2 separate regions of the Mus musculus genome follow, and region 1 is linked to region 2. A link is a contact called in public promoter capture Hi-C data. All regions are on one chromosome and are shown on one strand. The core of a region is the stretch at or near the end of the contact, and the rest is flanking DNA. Distances in the headings are between cores, read along the strand shown. Region 1 holds the start of Cd33 (CD33 antigen). Region 2 holds the start of Zfp715 (zinc finger protein 715).

Region 1 (6,531 bases), core at 3,218-5,717, 220 kb before region 2:
TAGAGTTGACCCTGGTGGGGGTGTGGGGGAGAGCTAGCCCTGAAGATGTAATAATGGGTGAGCTTGCTCTGCTCCTTGCCTGGGTAGTGCTGAAGAGCTGGCCCAAGTGGCATGGGTGCAGTGTGGGAGAGGTGGCCCTGCTGGTATGAGCATGGGAGAGCTGTCAGGCTACCACATCAAGGGCTTTGAGTTGGCCCATACCAACATCTCCATCATCTATTAACTGCTGGAGTGTGTGAAGAGGCTGGTCCTCCAGAGCCAAGGCTTCAAGATCTCCATGACACAGGACAACAACAGGATATCTAAGAGGAGTCCCATTGAGGATCTACTACTAGTATAGTAGAAGTCAGAGGCCTCCTTGAACAAGACCAATGACTCACTGAAGTGTTTGTTTTCAAGAGAAGCTGTTTGGGCAAGAGGGTATATACTGTATGGCACAATGTGACACACCAGAGCTTCATGGTGAGATGTTTTGTCTTCTTTTGGGGGCAGGTTGCGAGGACACAGGGTAGATATGGAAGGATGGGGAGATGAATGAGATTAGGGTGCATGATGTGAAATAAACAATGAATCAATAAAAAGGTTTTTTATTAAGGTCCTTGATTGCCTTGGACTTGAGTTTTGTGCCACATGATAAATATGGATCTATTTGCCTTCTACACGCAGGCATTCAGTTAGACCAGCACCATTTGTTGATGTTGCTTTCTTTTTTCCCATTATATGGTTTTGGCTTCTTTGTCAAAAATCAAGTGTCCATAGGAGTATAGGTTTCTTTATGGGTCTTTGTGATACCTCCAGAAGTTCTTTTAGTGTTTAGGATTGGTTTTGCTATCCTGGATTTTTTTTTTCCATATGAAGTTGCTCTTTCAAGGTCTGTGAAAAAATGTGTTGGAATTTTGATGGGGAGTGCATTGAATCTGTAGATTGCTTTTGGTAAAATGGCCAATCCTACCGATGTTAATCCTACCTATCTATGAGCATGGGGGAATCTTTCCATCTTCTAATATCTTCTTCAATTTCTTTCTTCAGGGACTAGAAGCTCTTATCATACAGGTCTCTCACTTGTTTGGTTAGAGTTATACCAAGATTCTATTTCCTGTAGCCAGGCAGGACGTCCAGTGGAAGGATAAGGACACCAACTCACAAAACTTTCAATCCAAAATTTGTCCTGTCTAAAAGAAATGCAGGGACAAGATGGAGCAGACTGAAGGAATTTCCAACCAATAACTGGCCTAACTCAAGACCCATCCTATGGACAAGCACCAGTCCATGACATTATTAATGATAACTCTGTTATACTGGCAGGCAGGAGCCTAGCATAACTGTGCTCTGAGAAGCTCTACCCAGCAGCTGACAAACAGATACAGATACCTACAGCGAAACAGTCGATGAAAGTCAGAGAACCTTATGGAAGAGTTGGGGGAAGGATTGTAGGCCCTGAAGGGGACAGGAACACCACAGGAAGACCAACAGAGTCAACTAACCTGGACCCCTGGGAGCTCTCAGAGATTGAGCCAACATCCAAAGAGCATACATGGGCTGAACCGAGACCCTTGGCATATATGTAGCAGATGTGTAGCTCAATTTCCATGTTGGTCCCCTAACAATTGGAGCAGAGGCTCTCCCCTAAAGCTGTAGCCTGCCTGTGACACTTTTTTCCTTAACTAGGCTGTCTTGTCTGGCCTCAGTGGGAAAGGATGCACCTATTCATGCAGAGAGTTGATGCCCCAGGATTGGTGGATATAGGGGTAGGGGTGCACCCTCTCAGAGGAAATGAGGAGGAGAAGGAGGAGGGACTCTGTGAAGGGCAGACTGGGAGAGGGCAGCCTTTGGTATGTAAAAATAACAAAAAAGTTCAAAATAGAAAAGAGAAGATAGCAATTTAGGAGATACAAGATAGTAAACAGCATTATTCCATGGCTCCTGCATCAGTTCCTGCCCTGACTTCCCTGGATGATGGACTACTAGCTTAAAGATGAACTAAAACATTTCCTCTCCAGGTTGCTTTTGGTCATGATGTTTTATCACAGCCATAGAAACCCTAAGACAAAAATTGATACCAAATCTTTTTTCTGCTGCCCGCTGATACAGATATAGAATGTGTGGCTCCTTTTCCAGTATCCATGCCTACCTGTGGGATGCTGTGTTTTACTCCATGACAATAGACTAAACTTCTGAACTATATGCCAGCCAAAAGGCTTAATGGACCACACTAGCAGGAGCATGGAAGACAGTGATGCTGAGGGTGATTTGAACTGTGGAGGTCAGGCTTATATTTGGCAAGGAATGTCACTACTTTTTGCCCTTGTCTGAAAACTCGGCCTGATGATAACTTGAAGAGTTTTAGGTTAATTGCATTGGCAGAAGAGATTTCCAAATAGCCTAGTGTCAACTGTGCCCTTTGGTTATTAGTAGCCAGTCTTATGCAAATCTATAATAAGAAGGAGCAAAACGAAAAATAAATACAAAATATGTAGTTTGAAGCAGAATACACTTTCTGGGATACCAGGAAGTGTAAACAGATTAAAGAAAAGCCTGATACTAAGTGGACTAAAGGGGGTGGTGACCTCAGAGCAAAACCCCACCTAGCCAAGATTCTAACTTATGAAGAAGAATTTTTAAAAAGTGAAAAGTAATTTTTAAAAAAGCTTAGGAGTGCTTGTGTTGTTGTACACCTTTAATCCCAGGACTCAGGAGGCATAAGTTGGCCTGTCTCTGAGTTCAAGGCCAACCAAGCTTGGGCAGTTAAGAAAACCACTGAAAACATAAATCTGGTGAAAAATGTATTTCAATAAGGGCTCCATGTTCCAACCCCAGCAAGCAGCAGCCACATTCTTCTTCAAAATATCACAAGAACAGTCTTTAGGCCAGTTAATAATGTTTTTTCTCCTCTGAAACCTCTTGAGCAAGGCCATCATAGTTTACATTGCTCTCAGTACCACTCTTGTCCCTGCTGCTACCAGTATGGCCCACTAAACCCCATTAAATTGTTCAACTGCCTTTCTAGTAACATCCTGAAGTCCACATTCCACCAACAAGCAGTATGGTCAGACCTGTCACACCAATACCTGATTCTTAGTACCAACTTTTGTCCTAGCCAGTGTTCTATTGCTGTGAAGAGACGCCATGACCATGGCAACTCTTATAAAAGAAAGCATTTAATTGGGACGTTCTTACCATTTCAAAGGTTTAGTCCATTTTTTTTTATCATAGTGTGAAGCATGCAAGTAGACATGGCACTGGAGAAGTAGCTGAGAGTTCTACATCCAGACCCACAGTCAGCAGGAAAAGAGAGTGACCCTAGGCCTGGCTTGAGCGTTTGAAACCTCAAAGTCCACCTCCAGTGACACACTTCCTCCAACAAGGCCACACCTCCTAATCCCTCTCAACTAGTGCCACCTCCTGATGGCCAAGTATTCAAATATATGAGACTACACAGAGGGGGGGGCATTCTTATTCAAACAACCACACTTATGGTATTTTACCACAGAGACAGAAACCGTAAAACAGGGACTATAATCTCTCTGCTTAACAATGAGCCACAGAAGGAACACAGACAAGGACATCTGCCTCTGAAACCCTAAATAATTCTCTCCAGTGTCTTCTGGATGTTTTCTCCACTTGCTGGTCTGTATAACCCGCTCTGTGTGGTCCACACCAGGGACAACTGAGGAAAGAAAGTAAGTACATTAGGAAGGTCAAGCTGGGGGGGCCACATTTTACAAAGCCAATGGAATTTGTTCCTCCCATTCTATCCACTTATTCCTGAAAACCCACTTGCTAGATACACAGGGTAGTCAAAGTTCCAACCAGTTCCTTTATCCCTCCCTAGGGCAGCTAGAGTCTTAGTTAATTCCATATAGAACTTCTTAGTCTTTCCTTACAGTTTTCCAGCAAAGAGGAACCTCTCATGATGTGCTTCTGCCACATACTCATTCATTTATTCATTCCTTCATTCATTTATTCATTCCCTCATACTTCACCCTACAGGAATTCACCCCCCTCATTTCTTTGTAGGGTCCCTGGATCAAGAGCCAAGATTCCAGCTGGTGGTGCCCGAGTCGGTGACAGTTGAGGAAGGCCTGTGTGTCCATGTGCCCTGAAGTACCTTGTTCCTTATTCCTCAAGGTTCCTCTGTTAACCCCTTGAGCCCTGCCTCTGCCAGACTGACTTTTGAGCACATTCAGAAGCTGTGGATTTTCAGACAGCATCTAATTTTCTGATGGTGACAGTGGAATGGGAGGAAGCCACAAAGAAGAGACGGGAGCCGGAGGTGGGTTCTTCTCAGTGAGTGTAGCCCAACATGTGGAAAGTGGAAGTGTTTAATCTTCAAGTTCTGTGACAGCTCCAATAGCATATGTGTGGAAAGTTCCTTCTCTGTGGTCAATTACTCTCTGCCTGACTTTATTACTGGGGTTCCAGTGAGATTTCTTCTCAGTCCTGTGACACCATAGTCTTCGACTCTCACCCATGACAGGAAGCGTCAACCACCCAACCTTCCTTCCCCTTTTACTTGTAGGAACCTAGGACCATTCACTGTGCTATGCTGTGGCCACTGCCGCTGTTCTTGCTGTGTGCAGGTAAGTGTTGCGGGGGTGGGGGTCTTGAATAGCGGCTGGTGGGACAGAACCAAGATACCTCTCATTTCTTTGCAGGCTCCCTGGCTCAGGATTTAGAATTCCAGCTGGTGGCGCCCGAGTCAGTGACAGTCGAGGAGGGCCTATGTGTCCATGTGCCCTGCAGTGTTTTCTACCCCTCCATTAAGCTCACTTTAGGACCTGTGACCGGCTCCTGGCTCCGGAAAGGGGTCAGTCTCCATGAAGACTCTCCAGTGGCCACAAGTGACCCCAGACAACTAGTGCAGAAGGCAACACAGGGCAGATTCCAACTCCTTGGGGACCCACAGAAACATGACTGTTCCCTGTTCATCAGAGATGCACAGAAAAATGACACAGGAATGTACTTCTTCAGAGTGGTCAGAGAACCTTTTGTGAGATATTCTTACAAAAAAAGCCAGCTGTCACTGCATGTGACCTGTAAGCAATGAAGTCACCTGATAGTATCTTAAGAGGCCACAAGGCCCAGTGTGTGTGTGTGTGTGTGTGTGTGTGTGTGTGTGTGTGTGTGTGTGTGTGTGTGTTGGAAGACTTGTACCTCATCCTTGGTAGATCCCTCACACAGATGCTGGGCTGTGTGAAGGAAGATGGTTGTCCTGAGGGAGAGTCTGCTGTCCAGGGAGTTTTTGAGTATCTACAATTGCTTATATCTCTGCCTTTCTGTCTGTGTGTCTGTGTGTCTGTCTCTTTCCCTTCTTCCCTCAGCTCTATCACGGACTCCTGACATTATAATCCCGGGGACCCTGGAGGCTGGCTATCCTAGCAATCTCACCTGCTCTGTGCCCTGGGCTTGTGAGCAGGGGACACCCCCTACTTTCTCCTGGATGTCAACTGCCCTCACCTCCTTGAGTTCCCGAACCACAGACTCCTCCGTGCTGACGTTCACACCTCAGCCTCAGGACCATGGTACCAAACTCACCTGCTTGGTGACCTTCTCTGGAGCAGGTGTCACTGTGGAAAGGACCATCCAGCTCAATGTTACCCGTGAGTGTTGCGTCAGGAAACAAGGCTCTGAGTTTAAGGCAGGGGTTCATGGTAGCTGTGTCTTGATGGCCTGACTATTTGTGAGTCCTGGAAACACACAGGCCCAGTCTTTCTGACTATGATGTCTTGACTAGTTATGGGAACTCCTGTCTTGCCTTGTCCTCAGCTCAACTCAACATGCAAACTTTTTCTCTAAAACATCTGTACAGAATCCCTAGTTTCATGCACAGGTGGGGAGAGTTGTCATGGAGTGGGAGAGCAGGGACTCTTGAGCTTAGCCCACAGACCACCTCTCTTCACACCGGAGACACTCTTTGCTACAGAATCAGCGACCCCCTCCCCATCCACAGCCTACATTACACCTGAGCCCACAAACTCCTCAATCCTTTGGACCATTTCTGGACATGGACTTTTGGCTACTGCTCAAATACAGCTGGGTCCCATATCTGAATCTAACAGTTAATGATAAACAGGTCTTAAGGAAAGTGTGGAGAAAGGTGCCTTTCTCATGGATAGGGATGAAGTGGTCGGTCCTCACCTATGGAGTTCAGGGCAAAACCTTTATATCTTGTTTGGGTTTTGGTGCTAGCAACTGATCCTGGGATGAGCCCTAAGCCACACTCCAGCCTCTGAGAAGTGCTGTGGAGTTCTGCTGTCAGGGGGACTTTGGAATTCCATGGTTGTTTTTACACCTATAATTTTACTTTACATAAATTCATTCAGTATTAACTTCATCAGTATATAATCTATACAGTATTAATTTAACTTCATTAGTAGATTTATCTATACAGTGTTATCATCACTAACAACTGCCATATAATAAGGAGCACACTATGGGACCTTTGCATGTCCCCAGATAGAAACTCTGATCTATGACAATCACTTCCTGTGCTCCTCTGGCAAACACTGACCTGCTCTGGTCTGTACGCAT
Region 2 (6,590 bases), core at 4,007-6,506:
CACACCAATAGTGGGAGACTTTAATACCCTATTCTGATCAAAGGACAGGACATCCAGACAGAAACTGAATAGAGAAATGCTGGAACTAACAGATGTTATAAATCAAATGGACCTTGCAAGTATTTACAGAATATTTTTCCCAAACAAAAAAGAATATACCTTCTTCTCTGTACCTCTGGAACTTTCTCCAAATTGACCACATACTCAAACATAAAGCAAATCTCAACAGATCTAAGAAAATCTAAACTAAACAACTCTCTACTGAGTGAATAATGGAGAGATAGAGAAATTAAAGACTTTCTAAAATTGACTAAAAATGAATACACAACGTACCCAAACTTATGGGACATGATGAAGGCAGTTTTTTTTTATACTTTTTATTAGGTATTTTCCTCATTTACATTTCCAATGCTATCCCAAAATTCCCCCATACCCTCCCCCCCACTCCCCTACCCACCTACTCCCACATTTTGGCCCTGGCGTTCCCCTGTACTGGGGCATATAAAGTTTGCAAGTCCAATGGGCCTCTCTTTCCAGTGATGGCCGACTAGGCCATCGTTTGATACATATGCAGCTAGAGTCAAGAGCTCCGGGGTACTGGTTAGTTCATAATGTTGCTCTACCTATAGGGTTGCAGATCCGATGAAGGCAGTTTTAAGTGGCAAATCCTGAGTTCAAATCCCAGCAAGGAGAGCTAATGCCAACTCTCCCCAAATTAGTGCAGAAAACAGAAACAGAAGGAGCACTGCCCAGTTCATTTTATGAAACCACAGTTACCCTGATAACCAAACCATATAAAAACTCAACAAAGGGAGAGAATCACAGAACAGTTTCTTATGGACATAGATGCAAAAATAATAAAATACTTGTAAAAATGAATCCAAGAAACACATCAAAATATCATCCACCATGGTCAAATGGGCTTCATCCCAGAGATGCAGGGATGGTTCAGCACTCAAAAATCAGTAAATGTGATCCAGCGGATAAACAAAGTGAAAGACAAAACCCACGTGATTTTGTCATTAGATGCATAAAAGGCATTTGACACAATCCAACACCCCTTCCATGATGAATGTCCTGGAGAGATTAGTGAATCTGTAGATTGCTGTTTGGTAGGATGGCCATTTAATCATGTTAATCGCACCAATCCATGAGCATGGGAAATCTTTTCATCTTCTGATATCTTCTTCAATTTCTTTCTTCAATGTTTTTGTCATACAGTTTTTGTCATACAGATCTTTCACTTGCTTGGTTAGAGGTACCTCAATATATTTTACATTATTTGAGGCTATTGTGAAAGGTGTTGTTTCCATCATTTCTTCCTCAGTCCATTTGTCATTTGTATGTCAGAAAGGCTACTGATAGGCTGGTGAGATGGCTCAGTGGGTAAGAGCACTGACTGCTCTTCTGAAGGTCCTGAGTTCAAATTCCAGCAACCAGATGGTGGCTCACAACCACAGGTAATGAGATCTGACGACCTCTTCTGGTGCGTCTGAAGTCAGCTACAGTGTACTTATGTATAATAATAAATAAATAAAAATTTTAAAAAAGGCTACTGGTGGGCTTGTTTTTTTGTTTTGTTTTTTGTTTTGTTTTTTGAAGTTAATCTTGTGTCCAGCCACTTCACTGAAATGTTTATCACTTAAAGGAGTTCCCTGGTAAAACTTTTAGGGCTACTTATGTATAGTATTATACCATCTGCCAATAAAAATACTCTGACTCCTTCCTTTCCAATTTGTATTATTTTGATCTTTTTCAGTTGTCTTACTGCTGAAGCTAAAACTTCAGTTATTGTATTGAATAGGTATGGAGACAGTGGATAAGGTTGTCTTGCTCCTGATTTTAGTGAAATTGCTTTGAGTTTCTTTCCATTTATGACTTAATGTTTAAGAGGACTTGTTTTTATAGAGGACTTAGGCTTCATTTCTAGTTCCCACATCATAGTTCTCAACCATTCGTATGTAACTCCAGTTCCAGGGATCTAGCACCTCTCCCGATCTCCAGGGGCACCAAGCACAACTGTGCACATCTGTACGTTCAAGTAAACACTCATACACATAAACAAATCTGTGAAAATATCTTTAATAAAAATTTGAATTCTGCTTTTAGTCCTGGAATGCTTTCTGATGCAGAAGCCATAGATCCTGTTTGGCTTGAATTTATGTCGCTAAAAGTCTCTAGGGGAACTCCTTGGGATCCTGACGGTGGCAGCAGGAGTGTGCCTCCTGTGCCTGCACCCACAAGCTGACAATATCTTGCTGATGTTCTCCACGCTGGTGAAGAACTGCACTGGTTACAGTGCCCTGTGTCATGGTTTGTCAACCCATTCTACAGAGCTGCCTATTGCTAGTCTCTGACCTGCTCTCCCAGTCTCCTCCTTGTTTTCCTCTGACTCACACTGTGGTCTTCTACATGAAAACATCAGTAACCAACACCCACCCACAAAACTTTATGCATTTGAGAATAAGCTTTTGTTCAGTGGTGACCATGAAGTGATTCTAAATTGTCAGGTACAAGAAATTTCCTTTCAGCTGGGTGTGGTGGCGCACACCTTTAATCCCAGCACTCGGGAGCCAGAGGCAGGCACATTTCTGAGTTCGAGGCCAGCCTGGTCTACAGAGTGAGTTCCAGGACAGCCAGGGCTACACAGAGAAACCCTGTTTCGAAAAAAAAACCAAAAAAGAAAGAAAAAAGAAATTTCCTTTCAGCCAGAATTGGTGATGAAAGAAAGATGAAATTTTAAGACCTGTAAGTCATATAAAGTACTCAGAAATTGCTGGTTGTTTGTGAGCCTAGAGGCTGCCTGGGGCTGAGAATAAAGAAAAATAAACCCGGGCATGTTAAAACATTCCTGGGAACAGCTTGACCATAAAGATAAAGAGGAATGTGAGGACATAACAGGGCTATCTGAACTGAGTCTGCTAGCATTGATAAACATCCAACTCACAGAACTCTGACTCCCTGATCTGCATGTACATGTAATTTTTCTGCTGATGTTTGAATAAGCCAATAGTGTGTCGCTATGCTGAATTCCACACCCCTAAGCCCCTCATCCCATAAAAACCCCTAGCTTTCGAGCCTTGTGGCCGGCATCCGTTATCTCCTGTGTGAGATGCATGTCGGTCCGGAGCTCCGTCATTAAACTGCCTCATGTGTTTACAGCAGAAGGGATTCTCATGTTTCTTTGGGTGCGCTCTCTCACTCCTGAGACTAGAGTAGGGGTCCCCGAAAGGGGGTCTTACTGTGACACAAGACTGTAATGGAAACACTTGTGAGGTCAACACAGATAAATGGAGAATTTAAGTCCAGCCCAGAATACAAAGAAGCCCTGTCATTTAAAAAAAAAAAAAGTAAAGAAAAGAAAAAACTGGAAAATGGGAACAGAAAGAAAGAAAGAAAGAAAGAAAGAAAGGAAAGGAAGGAGGGAGGGACAAAGAAAGAAAGAGAAAGTGGGTAAGTGGGTAATGAGTTTGTCTAGTGGGTAAAAGTGCTTGCCTACAAACCAGAAGGCCTGAGTGCCAAAGATAAGTCACTGACAATTGTTATAGCCTGGGTCCTGAAAGCCCAACCAAGTTGGAATCTGACCAATTAAAGAGACAAATAGGGAAACAAACAGATAAAGGAGAAGTATTTAATTTATCCACCTTGAGGTTAGGAACAAGAGGCCCAGTATTACTATACCAAGCCTAAGAAAATTAAAAAAAATAAAATAAATAAAGTCTTGGGCTGGAGAGATGGCTCAGCGGTTAAGAGCACTGACTGCTTTTTCCGAAGGTCCTGAGTTCAAATTCCAGCAACCACATGGTGGCTCACAATCATCCGTAATGAGACCTGACGTCCTCTTTTGGTGTGTCTGAAGACAGCTACAGTGTACTTACATACAATAATAAATAAATCTTTAAGTGGGAGTGAGCAGGGGCGGAGCTGGAGGTCAACCAGAGTGAGCAGAGGTCCTAAAATCAAACTCCCAGCAACCACATGGTGGCTCACAACCATCAATACAGCTACAGTATACTCATATACATAAAATAAAGAAAGAAACCTTAAAAAAAAAGTCTTTAGATATTCCCAGATGCTTTCTGTCTTGGAAATCGAAAGTTTCTGTTAACCCATTAAAGGTTTTTTTTTTTTTCTTTCTCAAAAGCTTGCATAATTTAGGAAAATACAATTTTAAAACAATGGAGATCTATCTTGCCTAGTTTATCTTTCCACAATAGCAAAATGGGAGCTATGAGATTATATTCAGTTATGTAGCCCAGGTTGGCCTCAGACTCAGAGATCTGCCTTCCTCTGCCTCCAGAGTACTGGAATTAAAGGTATGAGCCAACTTCTTGATCAAGATTTAATTCTTTTTTTTTTTTTTTTGGCAGGATTTCTCCTGGCTGTCCTGGAACTTTCTCTATAGACTAGGCTGGCCTTGAACTCAGAGGTCTGCCTGACTCTCTCTACAGAGTGTTGGGACTAAAGACGTGTACCATCTCCACTGGGCAAGATATAAATTTTTATTTTATGTGTATGGGTGTTTTATCTGCACGAGTGTCTGTGTACCACTAGTGTGCTCGGTGTCTTTGGAGGTCAGAAGAGAGCGTCCGCTTGGAACAGGAGTTACAGATAGTTGTGAGCTGACGTGTGAGTGCTGGAATTGAGCCCTTAAGAGCAGTTTGGGCACTTACCTGTTAAGCTACCTCTCTATCATATCATCCCTTCTCCCCTGCAGAATTAGGTTTAAATAGAAAGCAAGAGGTATGTAACTAAGCAGTCTTACCAAGCAATCTTAGTTTGTGGCCCCTCGCTATCATTGTCTCCGACTGAAGTCTGTCCTGCAAAGTGGTCTAGGAAGTTGTCAGAACGGTGTGAAATCTGTTTTCCTGTGACAAGTCCCTGCTCTGACTGCCTCCTGGCTTCAGCACATCCTTTCTCCCATCATGGAATTTCTATTTCTGTGTTCCATTGTCTCAATAGTCTGTAGAGGAAGGGGCACAGAATGTCTCTTTAGACTATCATATTCCTGCCAGGCCTGTCACACCATATGGGAGACAGCTTTCAGACTTCCACTCAAAGGCGTTGCATTTAGCTGCCCGCCCACATGGAATCAAAGTTCCTGGATGGTGGCCTCCAACGTCCGGAGCTCACTCACGCCGCCACCACAGTTTCCAAGGAAACTGGAACCACCCGGTCTGCCATGCTGACTGCTGGCAGGCACACTCGGGTCAAAAGTGTTAGTGGGCATGCGCATTATTCTACTGGGCGTGGACATGTCCTGCCGGAAATCTAAAAGACACCGGAAATAGAGTGGCCGTGAAACCTTAAATGTTGTAGTCATTCGAGTGTTACTTCGCTGGCGGGTCCGCGAGGTGGTTTGGAACTTTTCCATCCGGGACTCTTCGGCTTCCGTGGGCGGAAGTCGCCGTCAGGCGTGCCGTGTGCAGAGCTCTCGGCCGGGCAGTGTGAGGTGAGTGGCGGCGGCGGCGGCGCAGGGGGTGGGAGGACGCAGTGCTGTGCCGAGCGCTGGTTTGTGCTGAAGGACTGGGCTGAGGCGGCTGCCGGGGCTCGTCAGATGGGGTGGGGGTCGCGTGGTGCGCTTTCACCCTGTTCCCGAGGGTTTCCCGTATCTTGGGTGTTTTGTCACTTCCCAATGTGCTCTCCTGTGGGTTTTCACGCAGTCGTCCATGAAAGTTGTCAGCTGAGGCCATTAGGGGGCGGGACTCAGTGAGTGGGCGCTGCACGCAGCGGGTCCCCGGGTGGGAGTCGGGAGCTTAAGGGCGAAGACTTTGAGGTGGCCTGTGCCCCACTCAAGCCGTGATTGGCGTAGGGGTCAGCAGAGGCAGCGATGGAGCCTAGGGCGGGAGTGGGATGCTTGTGAGGGCGACTCTGGTCGTTAGTGTTGGCGTGGCCAGTGACTGTGGCTTGATTCCGGTTAGCACTATGTGAAGAAAATCCCGTCGGCTTGACCAAAGTAGCAAGTGTCAAGACCACAGGTGTCGGAACTGCGAGTGCTCAGGCTCTCACGGATGAGGGAGGGAGAGAGGGAGGGAGGGAGGGGGTCCCACGCTTTGCATGCTGCCTAGTTATCTAGGCTGCTGAGCTCAAGAGATTTCTTCTAAGGTCCGTAAAAGTAGGGAATCTTGTTTTATGGGCTGCTTTTGGGTCTCCTTTTCCAACTAATTCGTTCCTACCTCTGGATGACCAGCATTATTGAAGGAATGATCCCAAATATTAAAAACACTTTCACTCTTTGGGGCACATTAGAGTCATACTTGGGAATCCTTTGGACATTATGTGCATCAGTGCTTGCCTGTCTTTGGGATCCTATACAGACGTTAAAGATCACTGGTTGGCAGTTGACCAAAATAATATTGGGCCGTTTTATTTGTACCCTAATGTTTGTGTTGATTTGGAGTGCTTAAAAAACTGTGTATTGGTCTGAGAGGAGTAAGTAGCTCATATCTTTAAATCCCAGCACTAATGGGGCCCAGGCAGTGAAAGTTAAAGGCTAGCCTGGTCTACATAGCAAGTTCAGGATAGCCAGAGCTAAATAATAGACCTTGTCTCAAATACAGACACACACACACACACACACACACTTACAC

Evidence for each region. Promoter capture Hi-C pulls out the DNA fragments that hold promoters and counts their contacts.
Region 1: a contact with region 2 is called in a promoter capture Hi-C map of the C10 cell line. The contact joins the promoter of Cd33 here to the promoter of Zfp715 in region 2. A contact is called at or near these places in 5 of 39 promoter capture datasets (the C10 cell line, the HPC-7 cell line, embryonic stem cells and 1 more), 1 of 484 Hi-C or Micro-C datasets (bone marrow-derived macrophages), 1 of 115 datasets of contacts at active chromatin or transcription factors (microglia) and 1 of 9 other capture datasets (adipose tissue).

What each region holds. Positions count from the first base shown.
Region 1 is chr7:43,531,107-43,537,637 of GRCm38.p6, reverse strand. It overlaps Cd33 (CD33 antigen), which reads left to right and starts at 4,467. Exons shown (of 6, transcript NM_021293.3): 1 at 4,467-4,580; 2 at 4,656-5,036; 3 at 5,322-5,600. The coding sequence starts at 4,544.
Region 2 is chr7:43,311,966-43,318,555 of GRCm38.p6, reverse strand. It overlaps Zfp715 (zinc finger protein 715), which reads left to right and starts at 5,256. Exons shown (of 5, transcript NM_027264.4): 1 at 5,256-5,452.